Linked DNA regions of Danio rerio: region 1 is linked to region 2. Evidence: chromatin contacts called from public Hi-C data. All regions are on one chromosome and are shown on one strand. The core of a region is the stretch at or near the end of the contact, and the rest is flanking DNA. Distances in the headings are between cores, read along the strand shown.

Region 1 (6,803 bases), core at 3,206-5,705, 130 kb before region 2:
GATTTTCATCGTAGCTGCCCTTTAAGGATATCTAGTGTGCTTCAAAACAGTGACAAAATTCACATTTAGAAAATAAAAACATCCAAAGCTTGCAGTTTGTCACTTCCACCAACAGTGGCGGTTCTAGTTTAAATGGCACCCTGGATGAACCACATACTTTTAGAAATGTACTTTATTAGAAATAAATTAAATTAAATTATTATTATTATTATTATGCAATTATTATTTTAAATGAATAACAGAAATTAATTCTAAATGTATCTTGAAAAAATGTAAAAACACAACTGGAGTGATATGCTAGGATCTTCATGTTTAAGTTTAGTTTACAATCAATTTCAAATAACAAATGCACATTTTAAAACACTTCACTGGACCTTTAAGTAACCTGGTTACATATTTTTACTGTAGCATTTTTATGGTTATTTTGCCCTAAAAATCATGGCTTATTTTTGACTTTGAAATTTAGGACAGGGTATGTTGTTCTTTAATTTTGATTTCCACTGTGATACTGATCTCAGACAGTATATGTTTGCATTGACTTCTCTTTCAGTGTTATTTGCAATGATATTAAAGCACTTCCTCCCAAATTCTGCTCAGTAATTACAGTGACAGTAAGGGTTGGACAGGCGTTACATAGATAAGTCATGTAATCCAGACAGAATTTGGCTTGAATCCTTAAGTAGATTCAAAGAGCGGGTTCGATTTTGAGCTGCTTATAGAGATCATCACAGACTCATTCCCATCAGCTCCCGCTCCAGTAACAATGTGCAGACCTGCGCTGCTTAAATATTTACACACCTCTAATACTCTCAGCCCCACTACTTCCAAAACGTGGACTTTTCTATACATTAAACAGACCGTCTTTCCGAGCATGACGGCTCTAGTCTGGCGAACGTGCTCTGAGCTGAAGTGAAACGAGCAGCTTTGGCTTCTGAAAAGACTTTTACTGACTGCCAACACAATGAGGCCTGCTGAAAGCCAAGTTACGTGTCCTCAGTGAGTTTTCGGGTGTAAAGATCTGTTGCCAAAATAGCTGAAGGAGAGATAGTGATTATGTACAGTTGTAGCAGGGAGTGGAGACATGCAGAAACAGTGACTTTTGTTTAAAGAGAAATAAAAGTAAAAGATGTGGAAAGAGCAGCAGGCAGCAGATGTGTTGCTAATATACTCGTTTCATTTCTCTCAACAAACAGTTAACTTGATGATAATGAAGAGTGTTGTGGCAATTTCAGATAAAGAGACTCTTACTGATCAAGAGACAAAGTCTTACAAGGTTTGCTTCCAAAAAGATTTGGCAACACTTTACAATAACTGTACATGAGTGATGATGCATCAATATGTAAACTAAACGTTATAATGAATTATGGATGAGATAGGGTGTGCGCTAATCATGAACTAACTTTAACTACAACATGAGTCACAAGAGTTTGTGACTAAACAGTTACTGTAATTAGTTCATGTTGTTAATTAATGTATTAATAACCAATTAAGTTCAAGCTAAATGTAACCATCATGAGCTGTTAACAGTAATAATAATAATAATATTTTCTTACATTTATATAGCGCTTTTCTGTGCAGTCAGAGCGCTTTAAACAATGGGGGGGGATCTCCTCATCCACCACCAGTGAGCAGCATCCACCTGGATGATGCGACAGCAGCCATTTTGCACCAGACCGCACACCGTACACCAGCTGAAAATAGAGTAAAAGTATCTGCTGTAAATATAAATCAAAGTATAAGTAAAAAGTAGACCTTTTAAAAGTACTCATGAGTAGTGAGTTTTATGCTGTAAAAAGCTGATGCATTTACATATAATTTGTGGATGTGTGTAAACGTAACATTCTGTAGTGCATTTATTCATTGCCCAGCAGGCACACAACGTCATAAGATGTTAACATTAGGTTAGATTTAGGTTGTGATGTCAGGTGACCAAAATTCAATGTCTAGTCAGCGTCTAAGGACAATCTTATTTTGATGTCCAATAACCACGTCAAATGTTGTTGATTTTAGGTTGTGTTGGAAAGTGACCAAAATCCAACGTCGCACCAGCATCCTAAACAAACGTCATATCAACGTCAAATACTGATATTTATTCGTCAAGTACTGTATAGCTACCAAAATTCAGCATCTGATAGACATCATATTGGTAACGTCCACACAAAATCAAGCTGTAATATCATTAGACGTTGATATTTGGTTGTATGATGTGGGCGCAGTGGGTAGCACGTTCGCCTCACAGCAGGAAGGTCACTGGGTCGCTGGTTCGAACCCTTGTTCAGTTGGTGTTTCTGTGTGGAGTTTGCATGTTCTCCCTGCCTTTGCGTGGGTTTCCACCGGGTGCTCCGGTTTCCCCCACAGTCCAATGACATGCGGTACACCCGGAGGAAACCCACGCAAACGCAGGGAGAACTTGCAAACTCCACACAGAAACACCAACTGAGCCGAGGCTCGTACCAGCAACCCAGCGACCTTCTTGCTGTGAGGCGACAGCACTCCGTACTGCGCCACTGCTTCGCCCCATTATTAATATAATATAATATAATATAATATAATATAATATAATATAATATAATATAATATAATATAATATAATATAATATGATATAATATAATATAATATAATATAACATAATATAATATAATATAATATAAATAAAAAATAAAATAAAATATAATACACGTAATATTATAATATTTAATATAATATATGAATAAATATCAAACATGCTTTGTCTTAAATCAAAATTTTTGACTTGGGACAATAATTCCTGGCATAGAGCCTGCGCTTTTGTACTGTATTTGGGGAATTAACTTTGATCATGGTTAAGAGCGGCCCCGTGGCCTCGTGGCCCCATCTCCATGACCAGCTGCTGTCATGTCTGTAATTCCTCCAGACGGCCTTACATCTACAACCATTCCCATAATCCCCTGTAAGTCTGTCTGCGGCCTGCTTTTGCCTAAATAAATCCTGTATGGATCTCTTTCCTCAATTGCTTTTAAGTGGTATGAGTGAGGCTCAGTCACATGACTGGCTGTATTTTGGGAAGGTCTTGTTAATGGGACATCAATGTTCAATTTGTATTAAATGCTTGTTCAAAAAAAAAAAATTCATATTTTTAATTTTTAATGTTTTATGTGTTATAATTGTTACATGTTGACACTATATGCCATGAATTTGATCATTGCTTTTGATATAAATACTAAACTGACTTAAAATTACGATATGTGCATATATATTTAATAATGTAATGACTACCTATTTCCAGCATTCTTCAGAATATCTTCTTTTTAAAACTTGTACAGGTCTTAAACAAGTGTAAGGTGAGTAAATGATGACAGAGTTTTCAGCTTTGGGTGAACTCTCCCTTTTATTATTAAAAATGCAATCGGATTGTGGTATTTATTCAGCCCTGGAAAGTCACCTAAATGTACAATTTGCCTGCTAATTAGTGTTCATTATGTTAATGGCCACATAATTACATGTTCCTGTGAGTTAATTTGCTGTTTATCTGCTCAGATCAGCCCTTGAGATTTGGCAGGACTTCTACCAGTTCATCTATTATAACAGAAATGATTGTGACATTATACAAAATGGGAACGGGAATATCTATTTGATGTAAAAATTCCAATAGACCTCACAGAGAGCAAAATAGCATGCTGTATAATGCAAGATTCTCAAGTGCTCTGTAAATTAATGTGAAAATAGAATTAAATTATATTTCATGTCAAATAAGCTAAACTAATAATGTTTTTTGTATTTAAATATGAAATGTTTAATTCAGCTCTTTTAATATTTGTTATTATGATTTTTTGTTGTATTATTTTGTATTTATTATATTTATTTATTTATTGTATCGTACATGATAATAGCTTGATAATCTTTTAAATGTTCATTCATTCATTTTCTTTTCAGCTTAGTGCCTTTATTAATCTAGTGCATGTCTTTGGACTTGTGGGGGAAACCGGAGCACCCGGAAGAAACCCATACGAACATGGAAAGAACATGCAAACTCCACACAGAAATGCCAACTGACCTAGCTGGGGCTCGAACTAGTGTCTTTCTTATTGTGAGGCGATCGTGCTACCCACTGCGCCACCATGTCACCGTGTAAATAATCATAATAATAATATAATAATTTTTATTTTAATGCAATAATGTGCACCTTTTTTAAAGCTGCTTTGAAACTATAATTGTGAAAAGCGCTATACAAATAAACTTGAATTGAATTAAAATGAAATGTTGCCTATACTTTATATTTTAATATTGTGTTTTATATAATTTTATTCAAAAATATATAGTGTACGTTCCAATCTCTGTTACATTTGTCAGTCATCGTTTCCCCCATTCTCTCTTCCCATCCTACATTTCCCAGTCATGCGTCTCTGTCTTTTGCGCATGCGCTCTAGCGTCAGGCCAAATCCTGAAATAGATGACGTCACCTGTCTGTCGGGTCGTGCTGTATTGTTGCACAGGGGAATGAGAGCAGCGCACGAGCTCGGAGCGTCCGCGGGGAGGATGGGACTGTTTACAAGGTAACTTCTCAATCTCCACCGCCAAACTGACAGCCACATGACACCTCAGGAAAAGCAAAACAGCCTGAAAACAGCCGACATTTTACTCCGTGTGAAGTGATTTGCCTTTAAAGGGTGGGAAGTGAAGAGACACGCCAAATCAGCGGCTCAATGGCGAATTCTCGTCTGATTTATAAAACAAATCAAACACATTCGCTTCCAGTCCCACTGCGTTCGTTTGTATCGTGATTAATTGATTATTTCTTCACTTTGATCGTGTTCACTTCAAAACCTGTGCTTCTAGTTCACTTACCAACTCATGACAGTTTGATGCAATGTTGCTATTTAAAACTCATTTACATGCTAGATTTACTTCGTCTTAATTCAGACAGTAGTTGTCACTGTTTTGCCAGCTGTTTTGCTACAGGACAAAGGCAAGTAATTATAATTATGATCTATTTTTCATGCACTGAACATGTTTATTTTGGTGATAATTAAATGGTTTGAAAAGTAAAACCCACGGATGTAACGTTAGAAGAAATGTGTTGCTCATTTAGGACAGAAGTATGCAATAAGTGTGGAGGAAAGCGATTTTGTTAGTAACTTGTGGTCTTGAGAGAGTATGCGTTGGTTTTTGGCACATTTGTTGTAGTTTTTTCTTCCTCTTGTAATAACTTGATACTGTGGTTGTTGTGGCTTGTATAAATAAGGACAAAGCTGAAGCCATGCTATTCTTTGAAATTAGATCCCGTTTGCAAAACCCCTATGTGAGTTTTGTGGCATTTCGTTTTGCTAGATTTGAAGTCATGTAATATGTTTGTGTACTTCTAGAAATGGACAAAATACTGTTTAGTGGACTTGCATCCAAAAATATCTCCTAATAATAAAGCTTCCGCTGGTTTTTTTTTTTTTTTTTTTTGCGGTGATGCTACTAAAAACCCCTTTTTTTCCCCAACCTTTCAATGAATAGTTTTTAAATTGTACAGTTATTACATTGTTTGTGGAACATTTTATTAATTTTAAGAACGTTTTGTGGACTTTACAGGTTCATCAATGAACCATTGATGCCATTTTACTGTTATTTTTTATTAATAATGTTGACTTTGTTATCGTAAAAAAATGGATCATATCCAGATTAGTGATGTACAGTATATCAGTATTGGCCGATAAATGTGTATTTTTATGGTAAAGTTGTTTATTGTGAAAAAACAAACACTATATCAGTACAAATAGTTACATATCATTATCTTTGTTGTTTTTTTACAAAAGAGAAGAACATTTTTTTTAAATAAAAATGGGAAAAAACTAACAAAAATAATAATAATAACAGAGAAAAAGAAAAATGAAAACAAGAGTAATAAGTGTATAGAAAATTACAACCATCTATCACAATCAAATGTTCAGATACTTTGTCAATGTTGAAAGTAAAAATTTACAATTAAACAGTGTAAAATAGTATTAGAGAAAGCAAACAAATTAAATTACTACAAAATAAATAAATCAAAAAGGGAAGGAGTGTGCATCTATTAAATGGAAGGCAATACCTTATGAGTTAAAGTTATAAAACATTACCACTTTTTAAAGAAATTAGTTTTCCCAGAGCATCTAACCTTTTCCAATTTTAGAAATGCATGGTATCTACAAGCCATTGTGATGTAGTTGGAGGCTTATTTGATTTCCAGTAGAATACGATGCCTGGCTAATAGTGAGGTAAAAGCCAAAATATCAAGCTGTTTAGAATTGAATTGGGACCAAATCTTTGGAACCGCAAAAATGGCAACATCAGGGGATGGGTCTATATTTACCTGCAACACCTTGGACATAATTGTAAAATAATTAATCCAATAATTCAGTAACAGAGGGCACATAAAGAAAATATGACTTAAATTACACCTTGGTGCATGACATTTGTCACATCTGTCATCGATATTGGGAAAAATTTTACATTTCAGCCTGGTTTTTGAGAAATGGATTCTATGAAATACTTTAAATTGTATTTAAAGGCGAGCACAAGTTGTACTAGAACGTATTCTCTGCAGCGCACCAAGCCACCATTTTTCCTCAAAACATAGTCCCAATTCATTTTCCCAAGATATTTTAATTTTAGTAAGAAAACAATCATCCAAGCTTAAAATGCACCAAAAGATTTTAGAAATTTGGGATTTGTGTTGCGAGTTTAGTTGCAGTAACTCTTCTCGTACCTGTAGCTTTGGCAGAAATGGGTAACCTAAGAATAAAGTAGCAGAGCAATGTCTAGCCTGTAAGAATAAAAAAAATAAAAATAAAAAATG
Region 2 (6,658 bases), core at 308-2,807:
TCTCATATTTCAAGGTTTCTCAGCAGCAGAAATCATAATAACAGTGAATGGGAGAGAACCACAAATAAGTAAATAAAAGTTCAAATAAAGAAAGAAAAACTCCACAATAGTGTTTTCATGACTTTCATAAAAAGAAGAGAAAAAACTATGTATAGCCTGAAGAGAGTATGATGCCAAACTTACTGCCCTGGCCATAAATACTGCATCAGAAACACCTCACATAAGCGTTAACTAGTATTTTGCTGAAAATGTGATATAATACAAAGTATAGCTTATAAATGTACTTTTTTTTTTCCAAAACATTTAAGGACTGAAGATGCTGATGACTGATGAAATGATTTCTGAATAACATACTTACATACCAAACATACTGGGTATGCAGCGTTTGTATAGTGAAATACGCAATATACAAAGTTTTATACAATACTGTTCAGAAGTAACCAATATAATACAATAATGAAATCAGATCTTGAGCCTGAATTGTCTAAACATGCTTTTGATGTTACAGAGTAACCTGCATTTAACATGTGATCAACGCTATAACAGATGCAATTGTTGTTTGGTCAATTATAATACCTTCTTGACATCACACTACCTGCGATGAGTATTATGCATATGCACATCACAGTATCAATGCTGAAATAATATATATGCATGAAGTCTTTTTTTTTAAAGACATTCAAAGATGCAAATATTTAGACAAAAAGCTGTTCCTATGATTTTTTTTTTTTGTCAAATAAAATCCTTATCAACTGACATGCAGATTGAAAGAATTGGGTTATGAGGAGTATGAATGTAGTTTGCACTGTCTAGTGTGCAGTAGGCAGAAGTGTACTGTTCCACTAAACCAGAGGTGCCCAGACATTTTAGCACAAAGGGCCAAAAACCAAATATCATCGAATGCCGTGGGTCGAAGGTAAATAGGGTACCAAACTATATTACATTAAAGTTGCCGTGGGTGGGTCATTTCATTATTTATTTCAGAATGTTTCAAAATAAACAGAAAATATTACTTTAAATGGTATTAACTAATGCAGTATAACTTTCTAAATGATAACTTACTGCAATAAAAACAATCACCGTTATAACACAGTGGAGTTCAATGCTGAATATTCTGCTCAAGCAAAATCTGCCATTGACTTGATTTGCTCAAAAAGGCCTTGCATTGTCGTCATCTCAGATGGGATGGCGGCCAAGGTTACCATAGGTATCTCTGCACTAAACAACCTTACCCCTTTCATAAAACACAATGAAAACCAGTTCATCCAAAAAGGAACATTTCCTCACCATTTACTCTAAACTCTTAAGAATGGTTTTCTTGTTGAACACAAAACAAGATAGCTAAGTTATTCTGAAGAATATTGGAAATAAGCAACCACTGACATCTATAGTAGAACAACAAAAAAACTATAAAAGTATATCTTCCTTTCTGTTCAACAGAAGAAACAACCCCAAACAGGTTTGAAACAAGTGAAGGATGAGTAAATGTGTGAACTATCCCTTTAAAACAGTTCTCGAAATAATGTAAATGTGTCTGTGAACAGCTCAAGGAGCAGCGCGAGAGGGAAAGAAAATCCCGGAAGGCTAAAGAAAACTGCGAGGAGGACGGAGAGTTCGACGACCTGGTGTCTGCACTGCGATCTGGGGAGGTGTTTGACAAAGATATGTCAAAGATGAAACACAACCGTAAACGTCCCGTCAAATCGAGTGCAGAAAGCAGCAGAGAAAGACCCGTCACCAAACTCAACTTCTGAGGTAAAACAAACAACGAATGAATGCTGCCCTCTGCTGGTGGAAAAAGACATTACACCATCCAGACTGCCAAAACACCTCCCGACAATTCATAAAGGCTTTTCTAAACATCTAAATCACTTGACTGTGTTTGTGTTGAGGATGACAGGAATTTGCACAGCGCACCAAGAAAACCACGGTTCTACTAATGGAAAGAATGAGCGGAAAGGGCTACGTGCTTTATAAAGCATCACTAAAAACTGGTGCTGACACTCTGCCTGACAACCATAAACTCTCTTTATTTCTGTTCGCTCAGATATTACATACTGTTTTGCTGAAGTATTGTTGGTGTACAGTGTGCGCTATCAAGAACCAGGACGTAAATTGTCAATTTATGAAAGCAGTGATACTATTATTGGGCGATTAGTAATGAGTATTTCCTATTGTTACACTTGTAACTCGAGCACAAGCGATTGTTTGTTGATAAACGGTCCATTCTGGACCGGTTCAAGCACAATGCACAACTTTAAATCTTGAAAACAACCTTTTGTACGAATGATATTCAAAGTAAAGCGTTTATTATAAATCTACACAAATGCCATGTATTAAATATACTGACAGGAATTATAGCGGGGGAAGAAAAATACGCCGAGGTCAAGCTTTGATTGCAAATATATGTTAGAGAATGACAGAACAATGCAATATTCTTTCGTTGCGGTTACCAAAAAAGAAGACTCATTAAAAAAAAAACAGCTGTGGATGTACAAGCTGCATCTCAAGCAAACCAAACTGTCTGCCGTGCATGTATATTCTTGTAATTTCTTTTGTGTTGAAGGTTGTATATATGTACATATACCCATTGTTAACTTTTCTGACCAAGGCTTTTTTCTTAGTCCTTGACACTTCAGTTTTTTTGTGCTAATATTTTTCCCTGTTGATCAGATGCCATTAAATCTTTTTTTCACTAATAGCTCTTTGTAATGTTGTAGTACTTTGTAACGGTTTCCTTTGTTGGCGGGAGTGTTTTGTTTTCTTTATTTAAGAATTCATTTGGATGTAAGATAAGTAATCAATAAATAACCCTGAGGGTCACTGCATTGGTGTATGCCGTGTGATTTTATTTTAGAAACTGAATTCATTCTATAGCGGGAAAAGGGCACTTCATAGAAGAATTTTCAGGCATTAATCATATTTTTGTCCATTAAACTTTGAAAAACAAGAGACCTTTCCCCCGACTTCCTGTAGACTACTGTTTTTTTATGTGGTTGGGACTGTTTTCCCAAGAAAATGAAAAAGGATATATATGTTATATGCATGATGTTTGTTGTTAGCCATAGATATTTATGTTAAATGTCGACTATGCTATTGTTATCTATTGAAAGAAATGCATCAATATAGCCGCCATTTTAGTACAGGGTAGTCCTTCTTTGAAATGAATGTGGGACCAAGGTGCACTGTAGGACTTGCCATCCAGAGCCATAGTTATATATACATATATCTGTGATCGGGAGTTTTCCCCGTGGTCTTTTAATTATGTAAATTTATCATTTTACATCAAATTTCTATATTGATAGATAAGTGACCGCATGGGCATTGCCCATGACAAAGACAAAGACCAGTGGTGTCGCTAAAATCAACAGTTCTACATGAATAGACTAAAATGAAATGTGAGCTGTTTCAACTAAAAGAAATATGCTCAGAAAATATATATGTGCCTTTGTTTTGTCACAAGATGGACACCAGTGTTGATTTATGTTAATTATTTAATATCCTAATTGAACTATGGCCTAATTCTGACTTGGTCTAAGCCTTGTGTGTGAAACCAGGCCTTCGAGGCAAAAAGCTTTTACTTAAATTTTTTTGTCTTGTTTCTAGTCCAAATCTCTAAAAAGTCTTGAATCAAGAAGCATTTTCTTCCAAAATTATGTGTATTTTTCCTTAAAACAAGCAAAATAATCTGCCTATAGGGTAGGCAAAATAATCTTGTCTTTCATTTTGACATAGACTATTCAGCTTCTATTAAGGAAAAAATCACTTAATTTATGTATTTGTACATATGTGTGTGTGTGTGTGTGTGTGTGTGTTTGTTTGTTAGTTTGTGTGAATAAAACAGGTTGTTGGATTATGTACACAAAGCACACCGTAATACAACAGTTGTGTCCAGAATACATCATCTACTGTAGATCAGGGGTCACCAAACTCGGTCCTGGAGGGCCGGTGTCCCTGCAGGGGAGTCAGTGATGTATCCTGGGGTCATTGGGTGTTTCAACATCAGACATCCTCGCCCAGGTGACCCAGCTAAGGTTGATCAGACCCCAGCTTGCGTCCCAGCAGCCATCACCCACGGAGCAGCCCTCTTTATCCCTAGCCATCTTGTGGCTTTCTCTGGAGTTTCACAAGCAGACTTAACGGCCCTCTTCTTAGCTGCTACTGCTAGGCCTAGTTGATTGAAGACTGCAAACAGCAGTCCACCTCTATTGCCTCACCCTGGGTCTTCAGCTCCTTTCCCAGCACTTCTCTACTAGCTCCTGGTACTTTGAGCGTTTTCTTTCATTTGCCTCTTCCATCCACTCTTCCCATGGCGCTGTGAGTTCAAGCATAATCAACTGTCTTTTTGCCTCAGAAATTATAATTATGTCTAGCAGGAGTGATGTTGTAACTATGTGCTGTGGGCTTAAACTGCTTCCCCAGGTCGACTTGCAACTGCCAGTCAGGGGCTGAGCGGAGGAAGCCTGACCTTGTCCTTTGTAGGTGGCAGATTTCCACCCCAGCTTTTACGAAGTCAATCCTCCTTTTTGGGGCAAGAGGGTACATACCAGAGATGATGGCATTGCATATGCTTTCTGCCACTTCCACCAGGGCCTCTGGACAACTGCTCAAAAGGTAATGATCCCCTACCAAAGCATAACTGAATTGACGTATTAAACCTGTTTATGAGGTATAAAAATACTCTGTCATTTCCCAGCAAACATTTTTGTGTTAAATAGAAGTCTAATACACCTCTTAACGTAGATAACTTGGCTAAATTACGGTTAAACTTGGCCTGTCAGTGAAAATCTAATAGACATCTAAGAATAGCCCAAAACTAGACTAGTCATCAAACAGACAGATTAGACGGACTTTGTGTCGTCATTCATTTCTGTTATTTGGTGACTAGTCTAGTTTTGGCCTATTCCATTCTTAGCCTATTCACATTTGTGATTCGGTTCATTTGGTCCAGACCAAAAGCAACAAATGATACATTGTAGCATTTTTCTGCCATTTTTGGGTCCTTTTCACACCAAACTGATTGCTTTTGTCCAGACAAAAGATATGCACGAAGTATCCGTGCATCACCCATAGGTTTGTGAAGAGTGTAGCATAAACGGAGCTACAGACACCTGCTAGCATTTTGCTTGGATGGGATTTTCTTTGGGAGAAACGCTTAATACTTCATTACCTGCGACTTGTTCGTGTTCTGACCACTTGTGCTTGGTTGTATACTATATTAATAAAGTGTTTAGACTTTTAAAAAACACTGTTATAACACATTGAGACACTAAGCAATGTTCTTATGACGTTTTTCTACAGGAAGAAAAAACAAATTACTACCAAATACTTAAAATCTGCGTTAGTAAATGCAAGGCTATTTATGAAATCCAGCATAACACTGTACGACAACGTTTCAGATGTTCTAGAGCCTACAGCTTATCAGTCTGTCAGATTCTGGAGTGCATTTAAGTTCTAAAGAAAATTATAAATGATAAATTATCTTAAATAAATACATTTATATTATTATATCTACATAACCATGTCTATTTTAGTACTTTTTAACTATGTTTGATTGATTGTGTAATTCTTGTTTTTTTAGGTTGTTCAGGGACAATAGATGAAAAATAGCCTTCTGGCTAATTCTGGTGCATTTGCAGAAATGCTAATTAATGTACACTGTCCCTGCCGAATAAACAAATAAATAAATAGAGATGGTAAATAAGTATATAATATCACTCACCTGGGAGATAGAGGCCATGTGAGTGGTTTGTGAGCACAATTAAGTGCACACAGCATGCCATTTCATCTGATAATTGTAAGAAACGATTCCAAAAAGCAACTGACTGTGTAAAGCTACATAAAACAAAACAATAATTTGATGTATATGCCGTGCTCAGCGGCTAATCAGCCGGAATCAGCTGAAGTAAAGTGACAGCGACCAGTGAGACCTAGCTGTCACTCAAAAGGCCACGCCCTTAATTATGCAGACTTAATATAACCTAATATAAGCCCCTTTCACACAGTGATACCGGTAAATATCTGGAAAATTTCCGGAAAGACTTTACCGGTATATTGAAAAAGCGCTGTTCACACAGGCGAGGACGTTACGGAAATTTTCCGGAAAAGAGCATTCACACATCCATTCCAAAATACCGGTAAATTCTGACATCATTCACCACAAATGAGCTTTAAACGGCTGCGCTTGTATTTGCAAACATTTGACTAAATTAAAAACTCTGTGGATGATCAATATTGTGAACAACTTTCGCAGGATCACTTTCGCATGTCGAGATGTTCATAATATGTGCGTGTGCAGGTGCTCACAGGCTGTTTCACAAGCACACGCAAAGCTTGAAGGTAAACAAACAACGGATTATCATAAACATTTTATCGATAATTATTTACACAGCATTAAGAAGGAACAAATAAACGTGATCTGACTAACATCTAGCAGCTAAAGGTGTCTGGAAAAAATATTCTAAGGCTTTTATTCTCATAAACCGCGCGCACGTGAATGCGTCTGACTGTTCTGATTGGCTAAAGCAGGTGTCTCACGTCAGCCCGTTCTAGACGTGCACGCGCTTATTACGGGAATCTTCCTTCTGCATTCACACAGCGCAGCATTCCGGCAAATTACCGGTAATGTTACAACTTCTCTTTCCGGAAAATAGCCAGA

The links. Hi-C and Micro-C count contacts between places; a contact is called where the count stands out from the background.
Region 1: a contact with region 2 is called in a Hi-C map of embryo, with 4 times the contacts expected there. The contact joins the promoter of daam1a here to the enhancer-like site in region 2. A contact is called at or near these places in 5 of 18 Hi-C or Micro-C datasets (caudal fin, embryo and hematopoietic stem cells) and 1 of 4 datasets of contacts at active chromatin or transcription factors (caudal fin).

Annotation. Positions count from the first base shown.
Region 1 is chr17:15,841,934-15,848,736 of GRCz12tu, reverse strand. It overlaps daam1a (dishevelled associated activator of morphogenesis 1a), which reads left to right and starts at 4,455. Exons shown (of 25, transcript XM_017351772.3): 1 at 4,455-4,533.
Region 2 is chr17:15,707,325-15,713,982 of GRCz12tu, reverse strand. daam1a (dishevelled associated activator of morphogenesis 1a) reads left to right here. Exons shown (of 25, transcript XM_017351772.3): 25 at 1,545-2,828. The coding sequence ends at 1,754. Among named protein-coding and RNA genes, the nearest start is that of gpr135, 15 kb to the right of the region's middle. Within about 2 kb of position 1,557, at least 4 of the 62 cell types and tissues checked have an H3K27ac peak or open chromatin away from gene starts, as enhancers often do.